2 separate regions of the Mus musculus genome follow, and region 1 is linked to region 2. Evidence: chromatin contacts called from public Hi-C data. All regions are on one chromosome and are shown on one strand. The core of a region is the stretch at or near the end of the contact, and the rest is flanking DNA. Distances in the headings are between cores, read along the strand shown.

Region 1 (2,930 bases), core at 144-2,643, 81 kb before region 2:
TGGCTAAATCTGGGATCATTTACTGAGCAGTTATTATGTGTCAAGCACTACACTGCTGAGTGCTTCTAGAGTGTCTTCTCCTTTAGCCCCTAGCACACACAGTCTTACAGATTTGTAAAACAAGACCCAGAGATCGTCAGTCACTTGCCTAAGGTCTCACTGCCAGAATGTGATAGAGGGAAGATACGAACTCAGGTCTTCTAGATACCAGAGTCCCATGTTCTTTGGCCCCTAGCGTGGAAGTGTCTGCCTGAAACTGAGTTTCAGTTCAATGAAAGTAGATTAAGAGAGGGCCACCCTTCATTTCTCTCCCCCAAAGATGCCTCTGATTGCATCTTGACCAGCACAGGTGTGTTCTTTACTGGAACATTCCAAGTACCATCATCAGATGTAGCAGATAAAGAAGAAGGACGTAATGAAGTTCAATTTGAATTTCAGATAAACGACGGGCAATTCATCCTGGTAAACATGTCTCTTGCAATGTGTTCTTGGAGTTTCCAACCAAAGGCATACCTTTGTTTCCTTTCTCACCTGTTACCAGGCTTCAGGAGTGATATCTAGGTACTTCAGGGGTAAACTGGCAGGCGAAAAGGACAGGGAGAGAGAGGACGATGAATGAAACTGAGAACTGGGTAAAGTCAGAACGAAGTGGGCATGGGGTTGGAGAGATGGCTAAGCAGTTGAGAGCCTGTGCTGCTCTTGCAGAGGACCCAAGTTCTGTTTCCAGCACCAAAGTGGGTGGGCGGCACCCTGTAACTCCAGCTCTGGGGGATTCCCACTTCCTCTTCTGACCTCTGTGGGCAACAGCACTTATGTGACACCCCCCAAAACCCATATATGACCACACATAATTTGAAATAAAAATAAGTCTTAAAAAGAGAAAGAAACAGGAGAAGCTGTTCTTCCAAGGATGAACAGAGGGCTCCCGATGTGACTCGCTTCTCCTAGTTCTGTGGGTTCCTTTAAGATCAGGCAGGAGATACCCAAAAGGACAGAATTGATATCCCAGAGAGTCTTGGAAGTCACCAGTTAGACATAACACATTCCCTTCCCAGGCTGATTTTACCTGAGGATGTGGCGACAAACCATTTATCTGGTATTAAGAGTGTGATGCAAACGTTCCAAGAGTATCCAAGATAAAACCCACCCAAGACTGCAAAGAGGGGTAAAGAGATGCCCTGCTTTTAGGAAGTGGGTGAGAACTGCAAGCAAGCAAGCGAGGCGTCAGGGCACAGGGCGCGACGCACCCAGGCCTGCGCCGGGAGGGAGAAAGTGAAGCTGGGAGCAGCCACTCCCAGTCTTGCTGGAATGCAGTTGGAGGGGTGGGGGGGCGAGCCGGGAGCGCGCGGCTCCCAATCACCGGCGGCGGAGGAGGCGGAGGAGGAGGGCTGCTCGAGGAAGTGCGGCGTGAAGTTGTGGAGCTGAGATTGCCCGCCGCTGGGGACCCGGAGCCCAGGAGCGCCCCTTCCCAGGCGGCCCCTTCCGGCGCCGCGCCTGTGCCTGCCCTCGCCGCGCCCCGCGCCCGCAGCCTGGTCCAGCCTGAGCCATGGGGCCGGAGCCGCAGTGATCATCATGGAGCTGGCGGCCTGGTGCCGTTGGGGGTTCCTCCTCGCCCTCCTGTCCCCCGGAGCCGCGGGTACCCAAGGTGGGTCTTGGCTTGGGGAGGGCTCGGGCCGCTACGGCTGCGCCCACGGGCGGCCGGAGCCGCGGGGCCCCGAGAGCTCCACGGCCGGGCGGTCCGGGACGTTGGGACGATTCCGGCTACCGGCGCCGCGGCCCGGAGGAGATCGGAGCAGTTGGGGATGGGACAGTCACTCGGAGAACCACACTGGAGGTCCGGACCGGCCCCTTCTCGCTACACCGGAGCCTCCCGGGCTCCAGGAGACTCCGGGAACTCCTTGGGAAAGTTCTCTGAAACTAGTCGGAAAGTTTTCCTCCGGAGGGTGTGTGAAGCGCTGTGCGTGCGTGCGCCTGCTTCCCCCCTTTCGAGCCCCCCTCACGCTTTCTCAGAGCTCTTCCAGTTGGCAGCCTCCGCCTCCGGACCGGACTGGGCAGGATGCCTTCGGGGTCCCCTCTGCCCCTCCCCTCCCCCTTCCCACCCCCTCTGGCCCTTTGGGTTTAGTAAGTTACTCCAGCTTCCAGTGGGGTCGCCGTGGAGGGGGCGGTGGGGAAAGTAACCCATCCTGTCGAGCAGGGAGGACCGAGTGGCGGCTCCGCAGTTGAGTTGCCTATCGATAGTGTCTGGGATATGGGGGAGCAGGAGGAGGGGCAGGCATTTGTTTGCAACAGTTCTCTCTCATTCTCTCTCTCTCTCTCTCTCTCTCTCTCTCTCTCTCTCTCTCTCTCTCTCTCTCTCTCTCTCTTCTGTGCTGGGGATGGAACACCCCTACCCTCCATCCCAGTCTCGCCCGTGTTAGGCAAGCCCTCTATCACAGTGCTGCACACTCCACAGCCCTGTTTTGAACAAATTTCCTTAGAGCCAGCTTAAGTACTGTGTGCTTTGGGATTCCGGGAAGGCTCGGATCTTGAAGGGTGGTCTTGTGTTTTCCCGGCTTCCATACAATAAACTGGAAAGGGTTCCTGGGCATTTGGGGGCGGGGGGAGGGCACCGAAAAGGAGTAAGGTCAGCTAGGGGTAGACAGAGAGCTGGGTTGTTTTCTTGCCTTTATCTTCGTGTTGGGGGCTGGGAGGGTGACCCAGCAGTGTGTATACTGACCCATATGTCCAGTTCTACCATGAGCGTAAAAGCTGACAGTCACCCCGTGTGGGTCAGCTCTGCCAGGCTCCGTGGGTGGTGGCTTGCATGCATTCCTTCTACAGTACTAAGAACAACTCCACAGTGGAAACATTAGTAGCCTTCTCCTTGTCCCAGGGGGGAAACCTGGGCTGGGGAAATGAAGTATCCTGGAGTAACTGGTGGATCCCAGGCA
Region 2 (3,010 bases), core at 369-2,868:
TCTGGTGGGGCCAACAGTGTTGAGACAGACAAGGGAAGTAACGCTTTAATCCAAGCCAACGAACCACTTCTATTGATCTGGATGAGCGGAGTGCAACCCCATCGGGGGAAGAGATATCTAGACCTACCCTAAGTAAGACTAAACTCAAGACTAATTATAGGACTAGACTTGAGAGGAGGGACTGACCTGACCTAAGTAAGCTGGATGACTAAACACCGCTCTTTAAAGGGCTGTTGTGTTGTGCGTTCTTTTTTGCAGGTGGGAACAGTCAGGGGGAACAGAACACAGAACAGAAGCAGCATTCCACTTCCTGGTGCTCTCTTCTATCCTGCTACAACCCTTGTGTGTGTGTGTGTGTGTGTGTGTGTGTGTGTGTGTGTGTGTGTGTAAGTCAACTCAGATGTCGCTCCTCAAGAGCTGTTCACCTTGTTTTTTGAGACAGTGCCCACCTCTCACTGGGACCTGAGGTTCAGTGATCAGGCCAAGCTGGCTGGCCAGCCAGCGAGCACCAAGGAGCCTCTTGTCTCCACCTCCTCAGTGCTGGGGTTACAAGCACCTGCCATCATACCTGCTGCTTTATTTGGGTGCTGGAGATTAAACTGAGGTTCTCATGTGTGTGTGGCAAACACTTTGCCAACTGGGAGGACGTAAGACACACAGAAGGCTGGCTGGACATGGTGGCTTGCACCTATAGTGCAAGCACTCTGGAGGCCCAGGATGCAGGTAGATCTCTGAGTATGAGGCCAGCTTGGTCTATACAGTGAGTTTTTGGCCAGTGTGGGCTACAGAATGAGGTCCTGTCCCCCAAAATAAAGCCAAACAACAGAAGAAATGGAGAAGGCAAGTTTATATATTAACCCTCTCAAAAAACCCTCTAAAAACTTGCCTCATGAGACCAACATGTAAGACATGTTCATAAGCAAAGCTTGCTATGTAGGTGCTTATTCTTTCAAGCACTGAGTGTTTAAACATTGGAAGGCTTACTTTCCCACGAAGAAACACAAATCAATGGAATTTAGAGCAAAAGAGAATTTAGAGGTTGGCTAATCCAACTCCCCCACCCCCCCCCCCCCGCCCCTTTCCTTCTCAGACAGGAAATATGGAAGCAGACACGAGTCAGTCATTTTCCTAATTTTACACAGCCAGTTCCTGGCACAGGTTATGCTGGGTCTGGGGAGATGGCTCAGCAGTTATGAGGACTGGCTGCTCTTGCAGAGGACCTGGGTTTGGTTCCCAACATGCACATGGTGGCTCACCACCACCCCTATCACCAGTTCCAAGGGATCTGAAGTCCCTTTTTTTTTTTTAACTTCCATAGGAACACAGGTGGTTACCAACATACTATCAGTCAAAACATTCATACATGTAAAAATAAATCAATAAATCAATAAATAAATAGTGCTAAACTTAAACTACCAGGTGGTTGGGTTGGACCCCATCCTCCCACATCTGTTTAACATCTCTATTCCACATCCTTCTCTCACTGGGGTAGATGTAAAAACCCAAAACACTGTGAAGAAAAAAAAAAAACCCACGATATTTTTAAAAACTACATCCCTTCCAAAACATATCAGAAGTGTTGATCCTGCTAGCAGAGAAGGAAGTGCCACGGCAGCTGCACGGGGCTTGTGCCTTCCACCCTGGTTTCAATTTTCACTTCTATCAGGGTTTCCTTTCATCTGTATTAACTGTGTTTGCTTAATGGAGCAAGACAAGGCCTAACCACCATCGTCAGGGCCACACTGCTTCACTGCTTGTCACAGGTCGTGGTTCACGACCCCTTGACTGCAGCTATGGGTGGCTGGGCCACGTTGTCTCCTGCTGCATCTTGCTTGGATGGGAAATGATTTCTGTGTCTTACAGGGAAAGAGATTAGCTAGCTTTCTTCGTTTCTTTCTTCGTTTCTCTGTTTCTTTCTTCCTGGATCTTGCCTGCTTTCCTATGGAATCTGTTTCCTTGAGCGTTGTTTTTCTTTTTCACCATTTAAGAGAAGTGTGAACTCAAGGCTGGTGTCCCCCCTTGCCTCCGCTGTTCCAGCTGTGGGTGACATTCCACCAAAGCTTGAGTGCACTTCAGTTTGCATGTAGGCGTTTAAAAGAACCTCAACGGAAAAACGTCTTCTACTGAGAACTGAAGACCAGCAGGACTGAAAGGGGCAGCAGAAAAGAGCTCCAGGACCGTCGGGGCTACAGTACAATTTAACTAATAAAGTTACTGGGGTTCAGCAACTTTATGGTTTATCATGGAAAGGCAAATAGAGGTGCAGACTCAAAACCCGAGAGACACAAAGGTACAGATGGGATTCCTGAGAGGCCACTGGGCCCTCAGCCTCCAAAATGGGCCACTGAACCCAAACCAGGAAAGCCACTGGACTCCCACTGAAGAGATTCATTCTATACTCTGGGAGGAAGATTTCTTGGAGCCAAAGAAACACAGGCAATCTACTAATGCCACAAGGAAATGCTGACAAGTATGCTCAGTGAGAGATGTGCACTGTCTCAAAAAACAAGGTGAGCAGCTCTTGAGGAGCGATATCTGTCTAGGTGAGCATCGCATCACAAGGAACCTAAGCTCATTCTCTCCTCATAGCTTTCTAGTTGGATTTACACTTACTGCCTCTAGCTCCCCCAAATTCCCTGGAATCTGGCATCTGCAATCGACTCTGTGCCCTGGGACAATTTACTCATTTGCCCACACTTACCTCCTAAGTTCTGAGGCTAACCCTCTGTTTTTTTCCCCCCTGAATACTTCTCTAGGGCAATCCCAACCATTCTTAAGGGTCCCACCAAGGCCTAATGTGATCAGTCCCCAGATGTATACAGTTCCAGATGCCACACTTCCCTCCTCTCCAATCCTATTTTCAAATCCTCTCAAGTCAAAGTATTTCTTCCCCGTTAGTTAACTCAGGCTGTGAGCCCTGCAGTCACCTTCTGTTCTTCTTGTTTGGGTCACACATTCAAGGATGCTCACCCACCACCTCCCACACCCATCACTCCCTGGCCCCGTGTCC

What was found. Hi-C and Micro-C count contacts between places; a contact is called where the count stands out from the background.
Region 1: a Hi-C map of nephron progenitors shows a contact between it and region 2, with 2.2 times the contacts expected there. The contact joins the promoter of Erbb2 here to the enhancer-like site in region 2. A contact is called at or near these places in 2 of 39 promoter capture datasets (hematopoietic stem and progenitor cells and macrophages), 2 of 484 Hi-C or Micro-C datasets (embryonic stem cells and nephron progenitors), 3 of 115 datasets of contacts at active chromatin or transcription factors (effector CD8 T cells and embryonic stem cells) and 1 of 9 other capture datasets (liver).

What each region holds. Positions count from the first base shown.
Region 1 is chr11:98,411,091-98,414,020 of GRCm38.p6, forward strand. Erbb2 (erb-b2 receptor tyrosine kinase 2) reads left to right here and starts at 1,394. Exons shown (of 27, transcript NM_001003817.1): 1 at 1,394-1,645. The coding sequence starts at 1,573.
Region 2 is chr11:98,491,538-98,494,547 of GRCm38.p6, forward strand. All of the region lies in intron 3 of Ikzf3 (IKAROS family zinc finger 3), which reads right to left. Among named protein-coding and RNA genes, the nearest start is that of Grb7, 46 kb to the left of the region's middle. Within about 2 kb of position 1,619, at least 57 of the 459 cell types and tissues checked have an H3K27ac peak or open chromatin away from gene starts, as enhancers often do. A contact at or near this core is called in effector CD8 T cells and nephron progenitors, where this site is marked.